3 separate regions of the Mus musculus genome follow, and all the other regions are linked to region 3. The links are chromatin contacts, called in public Hi-C and promoter capture Hi-C maps. All regions are on one chromosome and are shown on one strand. Each heading gives the region's core, a stretch centred on a gene start, on an enhancer-like site or on the middle of the called end of the contact. The rest is flanking DNA. Distances are from core to core; before and after follow the strand shown.

The links. Hi-C and Micro-C count contacts between places; a contact is called where the count stands out from the background. Capture Hi-C pulls out chosen DNA fragments and counts their contacts.
Region 1: a contact with region 3 is called in a Hi-C map of uterus. The contact joins the enhancer-like site here to the promoter of Lzts2 in region 3. A contact is called at or near these places in 1 of 484 Hi-C or Micro-C datasets (uterus) and 1 of 115 datasets of contacts at active chromatin or transcription factors (pancreatic cancer cells).
Region 2: a contact with region 3 is called in a promoter capture Hi-C map of pancreatic islet. The contact joins the promoter of Fbxw4 here to the promoter of Lzts2 in region 3. A contact is called at or near these places in 1 of 39 promoter capture datasets (the SN4741 cell line) and 2 of 9 other capture datasets (liver and pancreatic islet).

The regions. Positions count from the first base shown.
Region 1 is chr19:44,265,815-44,268,930 of GRCm38.p6, forward strand. No RefSeq gene overlaps it. Among named protein-coding and RNA genes, the nearest start is that of Gm35183, 4.8 kb to the right of the region's middle. Within about 2 kb of position 1,332, at least 306 of the 459 cell types and tissues checked have an H3K27ac peak or open chromatin away from gene starts, as enhancers often do. A contact at or near this core is called in pancreatic cancer cells and uterus, where this site is marked.
Region 2 is chr19:45,658,400-45,661,489 of GRCm38.p6, forward strand. It overlaps Fbxw4 (F-box and WD-40 domain protein 4), which reads right to left and starts at 1,794. Exons shown (of 9, transcript NM_013907.2): 1 at 1,377-1,794. The coding sequence starts at 1,630.
Region 3 is chr19:45,016,434-45,019,556 of GRCm38.p6, forward strand. Lzts2 (leucine zipper, putative tumor suppressor 2) reads left to right here and starts at 1,702. Exons shown (of 5, transcript NM_001130526.1): 1 at 1,702-1,797.

The DNA of each region.
Region 1 (3,116 bases), core at 82-2,581, 750 kb before region 3:
TTTTGGTTTTGGTTTTTGGTTTTTTTGGTTTTTGGTTTTTCAGGACAGAGTTTCTTTGTTGTAGCCTTCCTTGGCTGTCTTAGAACTAGCTCTGTCAATCAGACTGGCCACCAAGGCCCTCTACAACAGTTCATCACCCAAAACTCTTAAAACCATTTGCCAGTGACACCTAATCTTATCAGCCACAAGCCAACTTTTCCCCACCCTTAGCAAAAACAAAAAACAAAAAAAAACCAACGGTGCTGGCCTAGGAGGTACCCGCTTGCCTTGTACTTCAAGGATAGGGAGTTAAACAATTGATAACCCACATGTGCTACCACCCCCCACTCCCAGCAAGGTTTGCCAGGCAATCACCCAGTGTGTAGCATAAATCAGTGGTGTCAGGTTCAAAAGAAAACTCAAGACAGTTGGCCACCTGTGGTGCCTATTAGCATATCAAAGCGTCTGCTGATCTCGGGGCTCAGTGCCTGAGATTCCTCTCCGCTCTCTCCTGGCCCCTACCCTAAACTTCCCCAACTCTTGGGCTCCCCCGACCCCGACCCCAAGCTTCTCGTTCCTATATAACCCTGCTATTTTAGCCATTGTCCTCGTTGCCCTCTTGGGTCTTGGTCACCTTGGGTCCCTCTTTCTCTTGCTCTCCACTTTTCTCCCTCCTCGATGGCCTGGTTCTCTGCTGGCCATATTTAGTCTGCTCTGGACCCTTCCAGATGCCTCTGGCTGTATTCTCCCTCTAGAGTAAAGACTTTCTCCTCAACAATACCTTGGTGTCCCCATTTCATTCAAGTAATACTCCACTCCTTGGTATTGCCTACTAAGCACTTAAAGTGTCTACCTCAGCCAGTTCATCGACGGATCAACAACTGAGCTGGCTCCACCTTTTGGCAAGTGTAAAAAGCGCTGCAAATATTTGCGCACCAATATTTGGGTATCTGCTTTGGTTCGATTTGTGTACATATCCAGGATTAATTTGTTTGTATGTAATAAACTATTTAACTTTCTGTGGGGTCACCTCAGGCATACCTGTAACCCCAGCAAAACTACCGTCCTTCCGGTCCTTCAGCACTTAGTGCTGAGCGAATGCCCCATTAAAGCCCTCAGAGCATCCCGGGGAGGAGGGCAGCGACTGCGCGATAGGCCGCATCGCTGCCCTACCGCAGGCGGTGCTCACACTCCTACCCTGGCCCTCAGCCAGCCCACACCCAGGTCAACACTGGGAGCCGCCCGAGTCGCGGCCCATCACTCAGAGCCCCCAGGGTCACACCCGTCCACTCGGCCCACAGCGCCTGACTCCGCACAGCCAATCAGCAGCCGCGCTGCGACTCTGCCCGAGTCCGCGCCCATCAGGAGGCGCCGCCTCTGGTTCGGGAGGTGCCCCTGCATCTTGCGGTCGCCCTCCTGTTTGGAGCTGAGGGAGTTTCTAAGGGATGCTGTAACTACCCTCCACCCCCGCCCCCCAGTCCTCCCTCTCCGCCAGGGAGGAACGCAGAGACCTTGGGTGTGGGCTCTGGTCCTCCGCTGCGTTGGAGGTCGCGGGAGCAGACTAAACAGGGCAGGGCAAGGCGGTCACGTAGGAGGCAGAGTGCCACCTCAGCAAAGCATACGGAAGACTGGGTCGTGAAAGCATGAGAGAAAGCAAGCCAGCCAAGTGTTCCAGAGCGTTCCAGGCTGATGTCACCGGGGATGAAAGATTCGAATGCTTGCAGCTCAACTTAGCTACAGCTAGCCCCTGGCGCGCGCGCGCGCGCGCGCGTGTGTGTGTGTGTGTGTGTGTGTGTGTGAGAGAGAGAGAGAGAGAGAGAGAGAGAGAGAGAGAGAGAGAGAGAGAGAGAGAGAGAGACTCAGTCTTCCAAGCGCTGGGACTGCAGAAGGGCTTCTACTTAAGTCATGCTGTTACGTGGGTGCCATCTCCCCAGGCCCACTTACCTGGGTTTATAAAGCGAGCTAGTAACACTCAAATACAAGATGACGGTGTGGCTTTCCCTTTGCCTTAACATATACGCCATACCCTTGGTATACGCCACAACCTTGAAAATTAGTTCTTAATTTAGAATCCTCACACCAGTCAGACTTCTAGGACCAAAAGTAGTGGGCACAACCCCCACCCCCATCCTCATCCCCAAACTTTAGCCCTTTCCAGAAGGAAGTTTCCCTGAAGCTCATTAGCAATCCCCTTTCAGTAAACGTGCATCTTCACTGAATGTGGAGTTGAACACCACATACCAGGCTGTCTCTCTCTCTCCGTGTGGGTGTTCTCGCTTTACCACACTCCAGCTCCGGCACCAAGAAGTCCCCTGAAGAGGCCTGTCACCAGCATACACTGTGGGACCCAATTTAAGGCACCTCTGTCCACCAACATAAAGATATGTGTGTGTGTGTGTATACATATATATGTATGTATATATGTGTATATGTGTATATATACATACATACATACACACACACACACACACACCTTGCTTATTTCTTACTCAGTTTCATTTGGATTGTTCTTATGGAGAGATTTTTCTCAGCCAAGGCTCCCTCCTCTCCGATGATTCTAGCTTGTGTCAAGGTGACATAAAACTAGTGACACACAGGAGGGAAAGAGTGATATTGATTTACTTGTGTGTGTGTTTTTAAAGATTTATTTATTATTATACATAAGTACACTTTAGCTGTGTTCAGATGCACCAGAAGAGGGTGTCAGATCTCATTATGGGTGGTTGTGAGCCACCATGTGGTTGTTGGGATTTGAACTCAGGACCTTCGGAAGAGCAGTGGGTACTCTTAACCACTGAGCCATCTCTCCAGCCCCTGTGTGTGTGTTTTAATACTAAGTGTAGAATTTAGGTTTTCACACAGGCTAAACAGGCACTGTGTCACTGAACTATATCTCCAAGCTTTTTGTTTGTTTATTAATTATAAGACAGGGTCTAAGTTGTCCAGGCTAGTCTTGACTTTGCAATCTTTCTACTTCAGTCTGACTGCTTATTTTCCAGCCCCACCACACATGTGTTGGTGTAACTACAAATGAGTTTTTTTTTTTTAATTACATTTCCTTGGGGCTGGAGAAGGTAGCTCAGTGGTTAAGGTCTTGGCATTGTATCTTGTAGTAATGTCAGAAGCTACAGCCGTAA
Region 2 (3,090 bases), core at 544-3,043, 640 kb after region 3:
AAATTCTAATAACAATAAAATTAAAAATTGACTGGAAAATGTACCTCTATCATCAAAGATGACAGACAAGAGTCAAACATTTATGACCCAGAAAAATTCCAAATTTATAACAAAAACACCAAGACCCCAGAGACAAGGAGTAGGAAGAAACAGTCTCACAGGTGAAACAGACACATGGCAAAATATTTATCCTGGCTAGCGCAGAGCGATACAAAATAACAGAGCTTTGGCTACTATCACTCACCCACTAAAGATGTGGTTTAATTCTCTCATCAAACCGGCTCACTCATTCTTTGCTGGTATACTGTGACCTCTGCCCATCAAAACCTTTAATCCAATAGTGGCTACCTTGAAATTTTTATTCTAAGGAGTTAATTCAAGACAAATTATGTCATGGCGTATGACATACCTCCAAATCTATTACATCATTCATTAAGCATTCATTCTGTTAGGATGGGGAAGTGGGGTGGGGGGTGGGGGGTAGTAGGGTTAGGGGGTGTGCAACTGAAAAACTTTTAAAATGGAAATAGGAGTGCATCAAATGATCATTTCTTACGGTTTTTTAAAACTTTATTATATTCGCATATGTTACAACAAAGCAAGAGCAGGGTGCAGTCTGAAAGCGTTTATCCTGACCAGTTCTGTGACTGTCATACACGCTCTCCCCTTCCTGTTTAACAGCCTGAGTGTTTTAGGAATGGTTTGCATCCACGGGTCTCAGATATTACTAGGTCAAACTGCCTATCTTGGATACCGCCTACCCCAAATCCAACTTGATGCCTCACACAGACATCTTTTGTGGGTCCTTCCACCTGAATTAAGTCCTAAAATAGGTTGACAATGGAACTGAAAGGTTTTTTTGTTTGTTTTTGTTTTTGTTTTTTTAAGGTTCTGAGCCCTTTTCTGCACATTTAATTTGATCTGAGCCCTGAAACCTAACAACCTTTGAGAGGGTGGGCAGGACGAAAGGCCACAAAAACCACGTTGGTGGACCTGGGCCTGGGCCCTAGAACCAGCAGGAGTCACCCTTCAGGTCCTGTCTGTCGCACAGGACACAGGGCAAGGAACCCAGGGAGCCAAACCTTTGGGAATACTCATTTTAGGATGGCTAACTGTGAGTAGCCGCCCACGGGGGAGGGTGCCGACTGAGGAATGCTCTCCGGAAGTTTCCTCGGGTTGGGGAATCTTGAAGAGGGGTGACACCAGTATTCCTCGAGGGTGCTGGGGGAGGGGAGAGGGAGGGGGTGGGGGGCAAGTCTGGGCTTCAGTATTCCGGGTGCCACACGGTCCCGAGCCGACCAGGCCTCGGCGCCCCGCCCTTTCCCAGGACGCTGGCCGGCCCGGGGCGGGGAGCGGGCGGGCGAGCGGGCGCTTACAGGTCGGTGCCGAGCCGCGTGAAGCCGGTGTTGAGCGAGGCCCGGGCTATCGGGCGCCAGAGCAGGTCGCAGCTGGTGAAGCGCCGCAGCCAGCGGCAGACTTGGGCCAGGCGGCCGAGGGCCCGCGTGTCGAGGTAGGAGCAGATGAGCAGCAGCAGCTCCTCCGGCAGGCGCCAGAGCGCGGGCCCCGCGGCCGGACGGGTGGCCGGCTCCACGGCCGCCGCTGCGGCATCCTCCGCCGCGTCCTCCGCCATGGCCGTCCGGGTTCCCGGGATGCCGCCGCACGCCTGAGGTCCCTGCTCCTGTCCTCTCTCCAGGCTGTCGTCCTCCCGCCGCCCGGCCCCGACCCTCCGCTCCTCCTTCCCCGGCTCTGCGCTGCCCTCATCCCGCTTCCCGGAGCTTCTCGGCCTTTCCTCCTCGCCTCCCTCGCCTTCCTGTCCCCGGCCTGCCTCAGCCGCCGGCCCCGCTGCCTTCCTCTCCGGCTGCAGGCCCGGCTTTCCTTCCGCCCCGCTTCCTCTTCCGCCGTGCCCGGTACCTGCTTTCCCCTTCCCTTTCCCTTTCCCTTGCTTTCCCCGCGCGACCCTCGCCTCCTGCAGTTTCCTCGCCTCCCCGCCCTCGCCTTCCCTGGGCCCGCGGTTCCCGGGGGGACCCGAGCGGCCCTGGCTGCTCATGAGCGGCCGCGGGGCCGGCTCGACGCACAGCCGAAGACGCCACCGCCTCCTCGAGAGGAGGCGACACCACGTCGGACCGGGTCACATGGGGCGGCGCGGGCCCAAGCCGAGACCCGCCCCTCACGCCTGTATTTCGGGGTGCGAACCCCAACCTGGTCACTGACATCCCCATCTTCTGGAGCACCAGGAACATCTAGTTGAAGCGTGTGTCTTCAAGACCGGATGGAGAAAGCGAGCTTGATGGCTCTCGTCTGTGATCCCGGCATGAGGCTAAGGCAGGAGGATGGCCATGAGTTCAAGGCCGGCCTGGCCTACAGAGCAAGAGACTGTCCAAATTAAAAAGACAGAGACAGACAGACAGACAGATTGCTGAAAGGTTCACAGAAAACTCCCACCTACGTCACAAGAGGAGCCTGTGGCTTCAGGAACTATCAAAGTTGAGCCTCTGCCCTCAAGGGGCCTTTTGGTCCCATGAGGCTTCCTCTTCCCCAGGTTGATGCCTTCTTTCCACAAGCCACAAACCAGATTCTTAAAAAAATGCAAGCCAGACGTTAGAAAGTTCCATTGCCCTTGGTCTCACGAAGGATGTCAACCAAGGTCCTGTAGGTTGTCCCAGTATGATTCGACAACAATGAGGGAGGTAAAACCAACCTTCTAGATCCTGAGTCCGCAGCTCCCAAACGAAGCAGCACGTGGCCAAGCAGGGGTTTTTTAGTAGCCGTTACATAGGCAGAGCTGAATCTACAAGATTACTAGGGATCCGTTTCCCATACCACCCACTGGATCCACCTGAACCAATCTAAGCTTCAGAAGTACAGATCGATGCTGTCCCATTGGATCTGTGGGGCCACTTTAATCACATGTGGCTTCTTTCTGTGTGTGTGAAAGGCAGGGTCTCCAGGTCTGAGCGTGCTGTAAGCATAAGTGAGGTACACAGCTGATTTTGAAGAGCTAGACAGGAAAAAGAATGTGAGATGTCTTACATAATTCTAAACTACATGTTAATTATTAGTAGTCTGGACATACTGAACTGAATTCAGTAT
Region 3 (3,123 bases), core at 452-2,951:
GCTGGAGGCCAGAAAGGGGAGGAGGTTCTCGGTGCCCCAGGAGGCAGGGATCAGGGCAAGGCCAGAGGAGGGGGTTTCTGTTAGGGAGAGGGGTTCGGTATGTTCTTGTGAAGCTGAGGGGCTGGAGTGAGCCTGAGGGTGGCTAGGCTGTGTTTTCCTTTCCAGGGAAAAAGAAAGAAAAACAACCCTTTCCATGGAGCTAAAAATAGAGCTGAGAGCCGGCCAGGCTGTGGCCTGGAAGGGGGGGGGGTGCTTCTTCCTGGGGCTGAGCCCAGCTCTGGCAGACCTTGGGGGGGGGGGCGGGGGGGATCGGGGAAGGGAGGATGGCCTTGCCAGAACATGTGAGGTCGGCTGACCTGAGCAGGTCACAGAGACCCCTCAGGGAAAGTGGGTAGTTTGTGAATATGATGTAAGAAGTTTCCAGAGTGGCTGAATCCGGCTGTCATTGCGTGGAAGAGGGTTGGGAGGCTGAGTGTATTTAAAGAATGTGACTGGATGCAAAGGACTGTTGTGCACTCTCCCGTGCACGAAACACCAAGCCTTCTGTGAGTTGGCCTGAAGGATTATGGAATGAAGATCTATGGAGCCACGTGATGGATGAGACTGACTGTGGCTGCCCGAGACTGAATGTGGGAAAGGTCGTGTGGGTGTTAAGACTGTTGTTTTCGAGAGGGTAAAAATATTTGTGACCCCAAGAGAGACTTTGGGATGTCTGCTGCGGAGCCAGTGTAGGTTTGAGCTGTTCGTTCTTGAGATTATTGGGGGTCAGGTATCCCTCCCACCCCCTTTGAGCAGCGACCCTTCTCATAGCAAATGACCCCCGAGGTTCGGCTAGGGAGGCTGGAGCCATGCCAGGGACAAGCCTGGGCTCGCGGCCCGAGGGTGCTGTGCTGGAAAGGGAGTGGGATTGGTGGGGGTCTTGGGGGGGGGGGGCTGGTAAGTTGCTGGAAAGGGCCACCAGGTGGCGCCGATTTGGAAAATCCAAGCGTGTGACCTCCAGCCTGCTGGGGGTGGGACAGACAGCGACCGAGCCAGTCCCTCAACTTGTGCCCAGGAGCCGGCAACTGGAGAGGGATGGCTGACCCCCTCGGCCTCCCCATGGACCGGGAAGCTGGAGACTGAGGAGGGAAGCTTCTCCTAGAGGAGCGGAGGGGGAGGGGCGGGGCTGGCGCCGCGCCTTGGCTCTTTGTGCTGGAACAATGACCAGCTGCCGCTGGCCCTTGGGCTCCGGCAGGGATAGGCGATGGTGACCCGGCTCGATGAGTCTCGAGCCGGCCGAGCCTCCTAACACACACACACACACACACACACACACACACACACACACACACACACAGAGTCGCTAGGCCACTCTGGGAGGAATCCCGAGCGCTACCGAGCACACACACACACCACACTTAACACACACACACACACACACACACACACACACACACACACACACACACACACACACACACACACAACACACACACACACACACAGTTGCTAGGCCACTCTGGGAGGAATCCCGAGCGCCGCCGAGCAGCCCCCGCGTGCGCCCTGGCTGGCACGCGTGACGTGGGTTACTTGCGCGTGTCCGCTCCCCGGGGCGGGAACGCCCCTCGGACCCCTCCCCCCATCAGTGCGCACCGCCCACTCGGGCCGGGCGGGGGCCGGTCAGGGCCGGGGGCGCCGGCTGGGCGGAGGCGGGGCCGAGCCGGGCAGCTCCGAGTGGCCGCGCGCGGGCTGGAGCGGGCGGCGCGCCTGTGGAGTGCTGGGGCGGCCCGGGGCTGAGCATGGAGCAGCGCGGCGGAGGTGAGGGGTCCAGGGCTGAGGGTGCCCCAACTTCTAAGCGATGCGGTCCGGTGGGGAGGTGGCATTCCATAGACGCCCCCAGTTTATGGAAGGAGCGGACTATTGTGGGTGGCGGGGGGGGGGGTGGGGGGACACGACGACTCTGGGCTTTCAGTCTCGGAATGGCAACTCGTGATCCCAGACTGGATCCTGCTTGACTGGTCTCTGGAGTTTGAGTGTGTGTGTTTGGGGGGACTTTCCCCAACTCTCCAACCCCAGCCCTGAGGTCAGAGAGTTGGGACGTGGGCCAGACTCATCTCAGGCCCTGGCGCGGCCCCAGACTCTAGAACCCCCAGCTTACTTGCTGGGGTGGGGGCGCAGGGGTCTGTGTACCATAGTGATAGGTCAGGGAGTGCTGGGGAGAACCAGGGCTTTCTTTTTCCCACAGCTACAAACGCATTTCTCAAAATGGAGCCGCTTGCCCCTCCTTCTCTCTTGGGCCTCAAAAGCGGGAGCCAGGCTGGCTAGGCCTGGCTTTCCTGACGCCTGGCCCTCAGAGCTCAGCTCTGTGGCTCCTCTGGCTTTAGGGGTCCTTGCCTGTGTAGCTTCAGCGACCCTAACTCATGGGTCTGCCTCTGGCTCCTCGTGTCTGAGCCTCTTGGCCTTTGTCTCTTCTGTCTTCTGGCTCCTGTCTCTCTGAGTGTCTACCCCGGCCCTTGCCCTTCCTTCTGGGTCTCACTTTCTGTGTCCTCTGGAGTAGGGACAGGAGTGCCAGCCCCTTCTCACTCCTCACTATACTGTGGAGCAGTCTCCATCCCTAGGCTGGACCTTTTGGGGGCGATCTCAGTACCTACCCTACAGAGAAGTTGCTACACTTCAGTTCCTACCCTAGCTCTTAGCAACTCCTTCCTCACGCTGGACTCCTGTGAGTCTCTGGTCTTAACACTTAGAGGCACTTAGTGGAGAACAATATACAAAGATAAGATGGGGCAAGGGCGTCAGGCACTGTGATCTCACCTTTCCTCAAACTCTTAAGTTAAAAAAAAGTTTTAGGGAGGAGGAGTCCCCATTCACATTGGTGGCTTTGAATGTCACCCAGGTCCTCATGCACTCCCAGAACGCTCACTTATACAGATTGGTCCTGGGGAGCTTTCACACACTTTTCTTGTGTACAGTAGGAATCCATGTAACTGTCCCAGGAGAACTGCAGGCGTCCTGTAGAGATTTGTGTGTCTCAGTCTATGAGAGACTTGACTCAATGGACCCAAAGAAAGGAGGATTTTCCCTAGAATTTCATGCTAGGAGAAGAAGCAGAATGGCTTACTGAGGATAGGTGACTGGAAGATT